4 separate regions of the Gossypium hirsutum genome follow, and regions 2, 3 and 4 are each linked to region 1. The links are chromatin contacts, called in public Hi-C maps. All regions are on one chromosome and are shown on one strand. The core of a region is the stretch at or near the end of the contact, and the rest is flanking DNA. Distances in the headings are between cores, read along the strand shown. Region 1 holds the start of LOC107956461 (glucan endo-1,3-beta-glucosidase 4). Region 2 holds the start of LOC107952802 (N-acetyltransferase 9-like protein). Region 3 holds the start of LOC107952810 (WRKY transcription factor 1). Region 4 holds the start of LOC107952795.

What was found. A called contact is a pair of places that touch in the nucleus more often than the background predicts.
Region 2: a Hi-C map of leaf shows a contact between it and region 1, with 2.1 times the contacts expected there. The contact joins the promoter of LOC107952802 here to the promoter of LOC107956461 in region 1. A contact is called at or near these places in 3 of 34 Hi-C or Micro-C datasets (callus and leaf).
Region 3: a contact with region 1 is called in a Hi-C map of leaf, with 3 times the contacts expected there. The contact joins the promoter of LOC107952810 here to the promoter of LOC107956461 in region 1. A contact is called at or near these places in 10 of 34 Hi-C or Micro-C datasets (callus, hypocotyl and leaf).
Region 4: a Hi-C map of leaf shows a contact between it and region 1, with 4 times the contacts expected there. The contact joins the promoter of LOC107952795 here to the promoter of LOC107956461 in region 1. A contact is called at or near these places in 14 of 34 Hi-C or Micro-C datasets (callus, fibers, hypocotyl and 3 more).

Annotation. Positions count from the first base shown.
Region 1 is chrA07:65,107,283-65,110,631 of Gossypium_hirsutum_v2.1, forward strand. It overlaps LOC107956461 (glucan endo-1,3-beta-glucosidase 4), which reads right to left and starts at 1,480. Exons shown (of 3, transcript XM_016892124.2): 1 at 1,330-1,480; 2 at 999-1,250; 3 at 507-649. The coding sequence starts at 1,399. The coding sequence ends at 615. It overlaps LOC107952812 (histidine kinase 2), which reads right to left. Exons shown (of 15, transcript XM_041116985.1): 13 at 2,888-3,246; 14 at 2,578-2,685; 15 at 2,106-2,442. The coding sequence ends at 2,997.
Region 2 is chrA07:64,616,579-64,619,927 of Gossypium_hirsutum_v2.1, forward strand. It overlaps LOC107952802 (N-acetyltransferase 9-like protein), which reads right to left and starts at 1,777. Exons shown (of 6, transcript XM_016887981.2): 1 at 1,153-1,777; 2 at 978-1,049; 3 at 778-865. The coding sequence starts at 1,327. It overlaps TRNAL-CAG (transfer RNA leucine (anticodon CAG)), which reads right to left and starts at 1,854; the gene lies at 1,774-1,854.
Region 3 is chrA07:64,708,346-64,711,694 of Gossypium_hirsutum_v2.1, forward strand. It overlaps LOC107952810 (WRKY transcription factor 1), which reads left to right and starts at 1,805. Exons shown (of 5, transcript XM_016887994.2): 1 at 1,805-2,150; 2 at 2,931-3,349. The coding sequence starts at 2,931.
Region 4 is chrA07:65,383,180-65,386,528 of Gossypium_hirsutum_v2.1, forward strand. LOC107952795 reads left to right here and starts at 1,778. Exons shown (of 7, transcript XR_005930084.1): 1 at 1,778-1,879; 2 at 2,003-2,246.

The DNA.
Region 1 (3,349 bases), core at 230-2,729:
GTATGCCATTACGTCAACAAAGTTAATAGACATTAATTGTTTCATCTATTTTAAAATGATTTGACAAACATTATAAATTTAAGAATTAAATGGAGGATTAAAATATTATTTTTTTTTTGTAAAGTTAGAAGTCCAAATAAATTTATTCCATTTTATTATTAATGAATATTTAATAATAATATTTTTCAATAATGTTTATTATTAATAAATATTTGAATTAATCCATAATGTATAATTTTCTTTCATTTTAATCAAATCCATTACCCGAATACATCTGCAATTTTTTTCTCATTATATATATTTATATTAGATTAAAGACCGATGAATGATATTTCATTATTAAAGAGAGAATAACTCAGTAATACAAAATGTTAGAATAATTAGATAAAATTATATATTATGTCTATTTTTTTTTATGGACAACATGTTTTCAAGTGTTAGGAGATAATTTTTATAAAAAATAAATATCTTCTTGTGTAATCCAAAAGTAATTGTTAAGAGGAAAATAAAGTAAAATTCTTACATTTAACTAACGCAGCAAATGAGAATGTTTATATTTCCTAAAAAGGACAAGTTGGCAAAATAGAAATGACATGAATTGGTTTGCCTCTGAATCAGGGAATAAACTCGTATTTGCAAGAATTATAACCTGCAACCAAATACAACAATAAATAAGTTGAGTAATTTTGTTGTAAAACCAATTTTTTTATGTTTACTTCTCTATAATATTTTCAATTTTAATCATTTCTAACTAAAATAAATTCTATTTCAATAAATGAAATTACATTCTAAATATTAGAGATTAATATATTAAATATTTGATTTGTTTCCTTTGCTTGCTTTAGTATATCCAAGATGCAAGTTGCTTCTTACGCATTACATTAAAAGGAAGGAGCACATGATGACCAAAGACCAACCACATGAATTTCCCACTTTCTACTTTCTAAGCACATGGGATTCGCTCATTTTTTTAAAAACTGTGAATGGATAACGCTTACTTGGATCTAGTTCTGTAATCATGGCAGCTCCTTTGAAGTTGCAAGATCCTCCTTTGTGCTTGAACCTTTGGAAGTAATCATTGAAGGCATAGGAAGCATGGTTTGTCATAGTGTTTGGAAAATAACAAGCCTGGTTTACCTGAATCTTACTGCAATCTGCACCACCTTCCCCACATGCCCAATCCAGGGCTACCTTCAACTCTTCATCTGGGGTTTGTTCATCTGCTATGCACCATTGCTCGTATTCCCCAACTGATATTAACACTCATATGAAAACACCATTTTACAACATACATAAGAAACCATGGCAAGGAGGTTTTTAAGAATGTACCTGATTTTTGAGGAATAATAATTGACATAAATAGCAGCACAAGCGTGATCTTTACCAACGAGGGTGACATTGAGGAGGAAGAGAGAGTGGAAGTGGGGAAATGATCTTATAGTATCTATCCACTGATAAAACTCATAAATCAATATCCCTTTTATAATGTAGAAAGCATTACATACGCTAGGACCATGTGGATGGGTACGTGTACCGTTGGCTATCCTTTTAGCTTTTTCTGCTATTAGTTCTTGTAACTGCAAAAGTTGTACTTTTATTTTACTAAATTTTAATCTCTTTATTTTTTAAATTTTAAAATTTTAATCATCGCCAAACAAAACATATTATATGTGTAATATTATATTAGCTCATTATTTTCACATATTACTCGCTAAAAATTTTACTTAATAAATTATTAATTATCATTTAAGTTAAAAAGACTAAAATTTCAAAATTGAAAAGAATATAAAAACTTACAATAATTAAATAAAAAAATAGACTAAATCTATAATTGTACACATAACAAATGACTAATAATTAAATTTAACCCGAATAAATTTAACTATTTGAATATCAATTCGAAAAATGAGAGTACATGAACTAATAACAATTTTTTTAATTTCAAAATCCAGTCACCCACTCATCCCTGCCATGTGCCTTAGAAGAATATATTCCCTGTATGTGTATCAGATTAAAAATAAGCAAATCTATGATCCATTTAAAGGAACTTGGAGCAACAAGACTACCCACAGGTGCTTGGCAATCCTATGAAACCACAAATCGAATTAAAAGCAAGCAATTTATTACTTACAAGCACGTCAAAAATAATTTACACTGGCTGTACTAATAAAATAAAGGAATAATATACAACGAAAACTCATGGTTACAGGAAGCACTCAAAAGACTAGGATCCCAATCTTTCAGCAGAGATGACAATAATGCATTCCCAACTTCCAACCATCAATCGGATCACCCTTTCAAGCCTATTTGAAAAACTAAAAATAAAAACAGTAAGATTTCAAAATGCCTACATTCAACTCAAATAAATGAATAGTTCTAACCTCGAACCATGTACTTTTAGTGACGATTTTCCAACACAAAGAGCTTGAAACATGGAAAAATCTACATAAAATGATAGAAAAAAATTATTTTATTTTTTGGCTGAGACCATATAGAGGGGAAAAAGAATGGATGTCACTTAATTACAGTTAAATATAAATAGGTATACTACAGGAAAAGGACCAGTCTCCCTCGTACTTGGCAAGAAAATGGATGACAAACAACAGGTCCGAAGGATTCGAATTCTTCCATGGTTTTTCATTCAACACAGTCAAAAGCAAAATCATGGATGCAACCTCAGCATACCTGAAGACAAAGAACACACCATAATCATCAGAAACCTGTTTTGGGTGATATCAAATGGTTTGGCTGCATGATACCATTCTTCGGCTGAAAAAAGAATTCATGACATCTTCTTTGGTCATGGAGGAAGAATATCTGAAGCAGACATGAAATATTTAATAACTACACATTCAATTTAAAGGAGAAAGAAGGATTGCCAAGTTACCATAATTTGGATGTCCACCAGTATGAGGCAAGGACTAGTCACTTGTCAGACAACCGAGAGTCGCAAGGGGTCAACCTGAAGAAAGTTAGTTCAACCAACACCCACTATATCAACCAGACTCGAAAAAACTTGCAACAGCTGAATAAAGTTGCTCTTCCTCGAAAGGCTTCGACACATAGCCATCCATCCCACATTTCATGCACTCTTCGTTTGTAGCCTGGATGACATCAGCTGTCATTGCCAATATTGGAATGTGCCAGTAAGACACATTTCCATACATATCAATTGATGCTTCTCCAGAAGCAATTTTTTCATTGACCTGAGTCTCCACGCTGCGGATTTGCCTAGTTGCTTCAAACCTGCATAAATATTTGGAGTATCAGGGTGGTGATGTACTCTTAAGAGTAGGATCTTGAGGATGTTTTGATCCATAGGTAAAAAGTAACAAATAAATATAATAAT
Region 2 (3,349 bases), core at 527-3,026, 490 kb before region 1:
AGAAGATTAAAAGGGAATCTAGATCAACTTTACAGTTTTGCTACATTGTTTTGTTTTCCTAGTAGATTTTATCACAGCAAAAACAAGGTCGTCAACTTTATCCTAAAAAATGCGACTAGAATAACACTCAACTTGAAATATCGAAACCAAGCCAGACACAAATATCAGAATGACCAAGCCACTTAAAGGAGAGTACATCTGAACAAGTAAGGAAAGCATATATGTGCCATGACACATAACAGCAAGAAATGAGAATCCAAATTGCCAGTTAACTTCTTCATCTGAGATGCATGTAAATTATTTGCCAATTGTCAACATCCATCATTTCATTATTCTTTTCTCCTCACAAGAGTTGTATTATCGAATCATCAAGTATCTAAGCATTCAATACAAACATCTTACGAAAACTGAGCGCTGGAGTCTACCAAGAACATAAAGGGACACAGTTGCTGTACACACACAATGACAACAAACCTATGAATAAGGCAATTACAGTCGGTATTCATCAGCATATGTTGTATACGATGGTGTAAAAGTTCTATTTACATTAAACCATTACTCAATTTCCACAGCACTCTTGCTCATAAATGATTAATCAGAATGAAAAGAAAAAAAAGAGAAAAGCAACAAACCCAACAAATTCTTAGAAAGAAAAGGAATCAAGTGCAAGAAATTCCATGTTGATGATTCAAAATGATTACACAAGTATGAAGGAAAGAGAGCGATGTCAGTTAAGAAATAGATTTTGTTGATTGTGAAGAAGTGCAAAGCAAGTACCTTTTTAGTTCAGCTATCATAATTTCAATCTCTGCTAATTGAGGGTCATCCAAATCATTCATGTAGATATTCACATCCCCGACCATGGCTGGATCATCGTTTACCATCAACTCCATATCAGTCCAAAACAATACGCTGAAGAAATCAAAGGGTTTCACTAAATTCTGTGCAATTAAGAAAAAGGTAGTAGATGAGGTGACCTTCCACATGAGGATTTCCATGAACAAACTTTTCCCCGACCATCTCCTTATCCAAAACAATGAAAGTTTTCTCTGTTGAAAACCAAGCTTAATCATTAAATTAAAGAAGAAGAAAACCCAATTGAGAAATTGGTATAAACAATCAGAAAAGGAAGTAAAAGAGAGAGAGAAGAACTGAGAGGGTCTTGGTTCCAGGAGAGCTGCATATCGTATTCCTGTTGGAGGGAGAGGGGCTCTGATCCGGTGGCTTGAAGGAGAGCAGGGTCTTGCATCCAGAGGTGGTACTTTGGGACATGTGCTTCCATGTATGGTACCATTATCACCTTCTGTCCTTCCAAGCTCACTCCCATGGCTACTGCTGGGTTGAGAGACCCTTGAAAGGCAAAAACCAAGAGGCTTTTTTCACTTTCCAGCTCCGGTATGGCTACTGTTGTTTTGTGGGGGGTTTAACTGCTAATTGCAACCGACATTAACATGGTTTCATATGGGTGTTTGGTTGAAACAAGGATCCCACTCATTGTGGTTGGAAGAACTTTGGGATTAGGATTGGCAGTTGCGGGCTCTTCAAACACTTGCTCCAAGTCTGACTATTTAGTTTGGCCCAACACTACACATAAATTCAGCAAGCATCAATATGATAAAAAATAGGAAGCCCCGTTTCTAATATGATAAAAAAGTGTAAAAATTTATTTTTGTCAAGAATGGGATTCGAACACATAAATTCAGCAAGCATCAATATGATAAAAAATAGGAAGCCCCGTTTCTAATATGATAAAAAAGTGTAAAAATTTATTTTTGTCAAGAATGGGATTCGAACCCATGCCCTTTCGGACTAGTACCTGAAACTAGCGCCTTAGACCAACTCGGCCATCTTGACTATTAACAGATGATTCTAAGAATCTTATTAAAAAATCAGAACAAGTCTTCTAATAAGATACTAATATGCTAATTCTAAAGTGATCAGTTAAAAATTCTAAAAACTCAAGTCAAACCAAAATGCTATTGTTAGTTTTGTAGTGTTTTTCAAAATAACTAATTCATGCTAAAAAAAGCTTGAGTTGAAAAAATTTTCTTTCAAATTTTCACCTTCATTAATGTTTTTCCCTTTTTTCCCTCTTAAACCAACAAATTCTCCTTAAAAGCTTCAAGAACTTGGTAAGATCACTCCAACCTTACTTATCTTAACCTTGATTTTTTATTGTTCCATGGTCCTTCATTGTAATAGGGATAGGACTTCATTTTGTTGATATAAGTGATCAATTGCTCATTGTTTTAATTGAATTTTAGCTTTGTATTGCTGCAGAAAAAATAAACTCCAGTTAGTGTTATGGAAGAAAGAAGATGATATGAGACCAGAGAAGGAAAGAAGAAAAAAGGTAGAGTTTTTCCTTTAATAATTTCATTTCATAAAGCTTATTTTCACATATAGTCACGCATAAATAGTGAGGTCTATAACTACAAATTACATAAACCAATAACCAACAACTATGACCTAAGCTTAACAAATTTCCTATACAGCTACTTTGTATTATGCCAGCTCAACATTCCAGTTGCGTCCTTCATTCTTCAATAATTTGTCTCTTGGTGCATGTGAATTTGAGTAGTAATCCCCTTTGCCTAACTCCTTGGTTCATTGTTATGGTCTTGGATTGTCCTACATTGTTTCCCCTTTTAGTTATTCTCTTGTCCAATATGACAACTAGGTACACAAGGGGTTGCCCATCACCAGCAACCTAGAGTTTTTTTTTTTTTCTTTTTTAGGAGATAACATAAAACACATTATGGATTTTAGCACTATTTGGTAATTTGAGCTTATAAACTATTGACCCCACTTTGGTAATTATAGAATAAGGGCAAAAGCACTTGAAAGAAAGCTTAAGCTGCTTCTTAAAAGCTAGTGTAGTTTGCTTGTAAGGTTGGATCTTCAAATAGACTTTTTCTCCCACCTCAATAATACAAATAAAAGAAAAACTTTCATTAAAGATTGAAATGTAGTAGGGCATCAATAAGGCCAAAAGGCATTAGTAAGCTAATTTAACAACTCTTCCAATTTTTTTTATTGTTAAGTTATTCAATTGTATATATTAAAAAACTGTGAAAGTTTATTGGGTTTCAAGTCTTAACTACACTAGTTGAGAATCTAGTTTAAGGGTTGCGGTTATAACTTTTGGGAGGGGTAGATTGATCTTTAGGTTTTTAAAATATATCTGGCTATGTAATTAATAATGTGTTGCATTTAAAAAATACAAAGGTGAGGAGTGTTTGTATTACTATAAATAGAGGTGGTTTCTTCACCTTTTAATTATCCTAAAATTTGTAATTTTTTTTGGTAGTGTTAGAGGATATATGCATAATTTGTTGAATCTCATCAA
Region 3 (3,349 bases), core at 555-3,054, 400 kb before region 1:
GCTTAGACTAGTTCGCCTTATTCAAACTTGTCATGATTGTTGTGGCCATGTTCATGTGGTTGATGCAGGGATAAAATGATTCCCGAGCAATTTCATTTTAGATACCATTGTGATATAATCGATTGGAGTAGGATTTGTGGCTTTGACTGGACAACCTCTACTACCCTTACCCTTTATGAAAAAAAAAAAAACTATTGTTATATATATATATATATGTTTTTTTACTCCGGCGATGAAAGGGATTGTATGTATTAATTTAAATATATTATATTTTATGTTAAATTTTAAATACATGATTAAAAATTGAAATTGTTTAAATTTGAAAAATTAAAAGATACATAATTAAAATTTAATATAATACACGAAATTTAAATATTTAAATTTAATTCAATTTTTCAGGATTTTTTAAATCATTTAATTATTTGTTTTGTAATATTGAAAATTATTTTAAAATTGAAAATTTTAACAATTTTCAATACCTTAACAATTGAATTATTTTTTAAACATTCAAATTTATAAATTTAAATTAAATATATATGTTTAAAAAAGTTATTACACTTTTATAAATAAAATAGAAAATTTAAGAACTATTTATATTATATTATATTATATTATATTATATTATATATATATATAGATAGATAGATAAACTGCTTTAAAACTTTTTAATATTAGAATTGACATGTTTTAAATTAGTAAGGAGTATTCAAGCAATTTTCAAATATTTTTTAAAATTCAATCAAACTATTAGTTTAAAAGTTTTAAAATTTTTAATACTATTATTGATATGGTTTAATGTTTATTTTTATTATCTTAAAAGTTTTTCCATTTTTAAACTACTATTGATTGTTGTAAATATTATTTTTACATTTTATTTTAGACTTTTATCTTATTTTTTTTATAATTTTTAAAAATGTCGATATTATTTTAAAATCTGTAAAAGAATGGTAATAAAATTTTAAATATTAGTGTAACCAATATTTTTTTTTCATATGTTTATTGTTAATAGATTAAAAAAAATTAAAACATCTCAGATATAAATATTTTTCCTAAGTTTATTGTTAATAGGATTTAATATTTTAAAGTCTCAATTCACCATTTTTTTTAAGTCTCAAGGTTTTTACGTGTTCAAGCTTTTAAAATTTAAAATTTTCATAAAACTTATAAAATTGTCAAATATCATAAAAATACAATATGAGTACAAAAGTTTAAAAATTTTAAATTTGTATTAATTAGATTTATATGAAATTATAAAATGATGTACGACCTTAGTTGTATGTATTAATTAAAATATATTGTATAATTTTTATTTTATGATTGACATTATAAATAAATCTATAATTTTTATATATTTTATAATTCGATATTTTTATTTGATAAAAAATAATGTTTTAAATTGTTATTATTATTATTATTTAAGGGGTACACATGGGTTATATTAATTTAAGATATTATTTTTTATTGAATAAAATATTAAATTAAGAATATGTAAAATTATAAATGATTTAAATTTATTTATAATATCAATCATAAATTTAAATTTATATAAAGTTATAAAATAATTTTAATATATTTTAATTAATATGTATAATTGAATGTGTGCATTGCTGGATAAGAAAACTAGCTCGATAATATAATAAACAAAAAATATTACATTATTTAGTTAAAAAATTTGTCTATATATTATAGATAGATAATATGGATTATAAATAAATATAAAAAATATATTAATGTTAAAATAAAAAAAAATAAAATAAAAATTTATCCTTACATATTAATTCGAGCAAGCGGCATTGACTAAAATAAAGAAAAGCAAGCAATAACAGCGTCTCAAGACAAAAAAGGGGAAGGCAGATATATAGACGAATGAGTGTTAGTGCGTGTATTCTAGTTTTCCCCCAGCCTCTGCTTAACTTGCCTTTTCTTTCTTTCCTTTGTTTTTTTAATGATTTTATTGGGATTAGACTTTAACAACCTGAATCGCTATTTCCCCCACTCTGACTCTACTTACTTCCCCGATTTTCACTTTCCGGCTCCAACCACCATCTCTGGCGTGATCTACGCCTCTCATCGACTCTTCTAATCACGCTCTTTGCGCCTGATCTACGTTTAGGGTTTCTTGATGCTCTCTTCCACACTTGCATAGCTAGGTAACTTTCCTCTTTTTTTTTTCTCTTTATTTTCTTCAGTTTTAACTTTCTCTCCCTCTCCCACCTAATTTATTTGTTATGGAATGAATTTAATTTCGTTTGCTGCCGTATTTCTGGGGATTTTAGCTCTTAATTTGTTTCTACTTTTGGTTGCTGAGAAACTCCGTAGTATTAGAGCGACAAAGTTGCAAAACTATACTCATTCAATTAAATTGGAACTTTCTAATTAGTCTTATATTAAATTAACCATATCAAACCATACAAGCAAGTTGGGCAGTTTAAATTATTCTTTCAGGTGAATAAATAAAGCAACTTTCGAATTAATATTATATTAAATTAACCTCATAAATTTCATCGTTTCTTTAGTAGTTTAATTAGGAATTGTTAGTTTGGCATTCGGAATTATTTCCCGTCATGCTCTACATAAGGAAGACCTACACACACAAAAAAAAAAAAAAGAAAAAAGGAAAAAAAGAAGAAGAAGAAAGAAAGAAAAAGAAATACAGAGAAATTGAAATGCATAAGTTTTCTGCAAAGGTTTGGTTAATTGTGAAATTCTTAACTGAGGAAGCCCAGTCACAAGTTGATGCGATATATGATATGGTTATTCTCTAAAAGTCTAAGCAATTGAATGCTAATGATTAATAAGGTGGCTAGCTGTTCTCCAGCTGGTTTTTTATTCTCCTATATCTATAAAGTCATGGGCACAATACTGTTTTAGTATATATACAAGGCCCTTTTTAATGGTGACTAAAGTGATAAAGAGGTTCTTTACTTCAGATGGTTTCTTCAGGGGAGTGTGTAACGGATGAAGTTGGTACGGATAAAGTACAGAGCCGAGATGCTGGAAGTCATGCATTGCAACAGATCTCTGATAGTAAAATTCAGTCATCACAATCTGTTGAAGGGAGAGGAACCCTTGCACTTGTATCAAAGGAAAATCCACTTCCTATTTCTGTGATCCATGCTTCACAGTCACAGCAACAAGGAAATGCTTACTCTATGACATCCAAGAAACAATCGCTGACTCCTTCTCCATCGCCTGGTATTGATGGGAGCAGTCCCATTGTACGTGAGAAAGCCTCAGAGGATGGGTATAACTGGCGTAAATACGGGCAGAAACTTGTTAAAGGAAATGAATTTGTTCGAAGTTATTACAGATGTACACATCCAAACTGCCAAGTGAAAAAGCAATTGGA
Region 4 (3,349 bases), core at 528-3,027, 280 kb after region 1:
GCTTTGTCATGACATCTAGCTGAATTACTTGATTTCTTGAACCTATAAGTGGTGTCGCGACATGGAAGGTCTGTGTAGCGATACCGGCTCTTTTTTGACCTCTCTTCTTGAATTTCAAAGTGTTCGAATTATTTTCTTAGTCAATTTAAATAAAATTAAACCCTAAACTACATATGAGTATATTGAAATACAATATTATACAAAAGTTTATCTTAGAAAAAAAAATCAAGTATTGTTGTCGGATTAATCCATTAGCTCCGAAAGTGTATACATGGATGTGCTCTTTATCGTGTTTCTGTCCGTATTGGTCCAGCATCCATCATGCCACTCCACCTTATTTCATTTGTCCCGCTCCTTAAATTTGCTCTTTTGACCTACACTTATGACAACAAATACCTTTTTTGGTTCAAGATAATTAGAGATTTTTACAGATATCTCCAAACATTGTTTCTGTAATTTTTCCCTATTTCCCTCATTCTGTTGGTGACAACATTCAAAAATTTCAATATTTCTATTTTCTTTTTCATCATTTTTTTTCTTTTCTCCTTTTTTTCTTTTTCCTACCCTTATCTTCTTCATATTTCTTCTTCAGTCTTATTCATCTCCTAGTGTAAGGGCCAACTGTAACAAGAATTGACGTCAGGTTCTTGGGTTTTTTTTTCTTGGCTTTTTAAGAAAAAAACTAATTTTTGATATTTCCAGTTCTGGGTTTTCAACATTTTTCTTTGAATCAGTGTTTTTTTTTAATTTGTAAAAAACAAATCCCCACCCAAATCTTTTCCTTTTCATGATTTTCTTCAAATGAGTGTTAAATTGTGCTTTAGCCAGTAATTTTAAACACAGTGGTAGTAAACGTTGCTCTTTACAGACAGTGCAACATAGTTTGTCGTCAATATGATTTCATTTATTTTCACTATCAGTATTGCTTCCAATGCCGCTTTCAACGTTGGCAGTTGTTCGTTCCATTCGACGTTCTTAATCTCCATCTGTGATAACTGATCCTTAACCACTCAAATCGTGGAAATGGCTTGAAATTGAATGGCTTTGAAGCAAAAAGCCATAACTTACTAGATTGAGGGCAATAATCAAGTAGTATCTTGGACCTATACAACAACAACTAGACTTCCTGGAAGCACAATATGGCTATTGGTGGCAAGTTCGACGAGGAACCAGACCTTGATTCCCTTAAATACTCCAAAACCATAGGGAAATTTTCAATATTTTGGACCAAAGATTGGGAATTCCTCGTTGAAAGAAGAAAACATGGTTAGACAAGCAAGAAACAAGATCGGACAACAAAGCGACCAAGGTTTGGACAAGATCCACTTGTGTTAAGTCAACAGGGACCAAGAAAACGTCTAGAGATGGCGATCTTCTCCTCCTTAAAAAAGAGAATATAGTTGCAAGAATTTGCAATAAAACAAATGAAAATTTAAAAATATAAAGAATACCGAAGATTCTCAACTTTATTTTAGTCATTAGGTTATTATTTAAAAAGGAAAATGAAAATAAGGGAAAATTATTTAAAAAAAAGGTATAAAGAGGATGATATGTGGCACCATGTGAGTGGTCAGCGATGCCACATCAGTAAAAAAGTATAGTGATAGGTTTGAGTATCAATATAATAGAAGAAAAAAGTTCGATATCATTCTAGAACAAAAAAAAAAACTATAAATATCAATTTAGAGTAAATGAATAAATTTAAATACTAATTTTATATTTAACCCATATACCAATTTTATATTTATCCCAATCCAAGCCCTACACCGGTTAAGAGAGTTAGAAGAAAAAAAAAAAGCGACAAACCCGAAGTTAAAAACAGTAATCATTTCTTCGTTTCTTCTCCACTAATCCACCTTCAATCCCAATAAACAATACAGTAAGCGCCAAAATACACCAGCCCTGAAGTGGGCCTATTCTTGTTGAGGAACAATCGTTGCACCTTCTCCTCCTTCTCATTTCGCTGCTAATTCGCTGAATCGTTGTTGCCTTTGGTTGCCAGGCTTTGACAAATCCAGATCAACCAGACTTCCTCACACTCAGAGATCCAAAGCTTTTATTGAAGGCAAGTTAAAAAAGGATATGAACGAGGTGATGATGGCAGCGGATTCGAGCTCGCTGAGAGGAGATGGAGCGACATCATTTGCGTCGTCTCCGTCGTCGAATCTGCTTCCTAATAACCTCCCTCTCCTCACGGCCTTCCTCGCTTTCGCTCTCGCCCAGTTTCTCAAACTCTTTACCAATTGGTTCGTTCTTTCTTAATCTCTGTATTTCCCCTTTCTTCTTGCTCATTTTCTTGGGCATTTAATTAAATATACTAAATTCAATTAAATTCAAATTCCAGTTTTTGCAAGTTTGGCGAATCGTTACTTTATTGTTGTTTGAAGCGAAAGTTGGGAACTCGTATCTTGGAATATCATTGATTTTGGTTAGGGCTTTTGAGACACTTTAACCATCAATTGCTCATTAGAAAAACCCATAACTAGTTACCGTGAGAATTTAAAATAGAAATGTTGGTTTATTAGTTAATCAATTGCCCCTGACTGCTAAGAACTTGTTTAGCTCTAGTTAGGGAACCCTTGTTTTGATTCTTTTTTTGGTGACTTGTTTTATTTAATGTCTCATAGGGGCAGTTTTGATGATTGATCATTGGTGACTAAAATGTTTACCAACGTGCCTTATCTGGTTGCATTGTGAATAAGGGATCTGGTACTGTATTTCTAGCTTCTATAACTTCAATGGACTCCGATTCATTGAAAGCATATGATAATGGTTCCCTTAGTATTGTAATTATGGGTTTGAATTGAATTTCAAGGCAAGAATATACCTCATCTTATTTTTCCCTCGGTATTGTACTTACGTGTTTGAATTGAATTGTAAAGCAAGAATATGCTTCATCTCATTTTAAGCTCATCATATCTCACAATCTTGGTGGTCTAGGCTTAGAGGTTTTTCTTTACCCCCTTCATTTCAGTGTCTCTCCTATATATAAATTCCAAAAACTGCAGTTGCAACCTTATCAAAGGGCTCCCATGCTTGCTTTTCTTCCTTGTGTGCAAGTAAAGCCAGAGTCTTCATTTTTCAAGATGATAGATTCTCATGATATTTGCAATCTTGAAATTAGGAGTTAGGACCATTATAAGGTAGATATTTTCTTTCTAAAGTTTTCCACCCATGAAGGAACAAGTTGGATAGTAGGGCAGGTAGGTATTTCACACAAATAAATATTGTGGAAAACGAAGAGAAGTAAGGCTAGAGAAACTATTGAGTCTCCTTGCTGACAAGAGTTGTTAAACATGTGGGCAACATTAATAGCAAGGAATAACTTTAAAGGTATAGTGTCTCATTG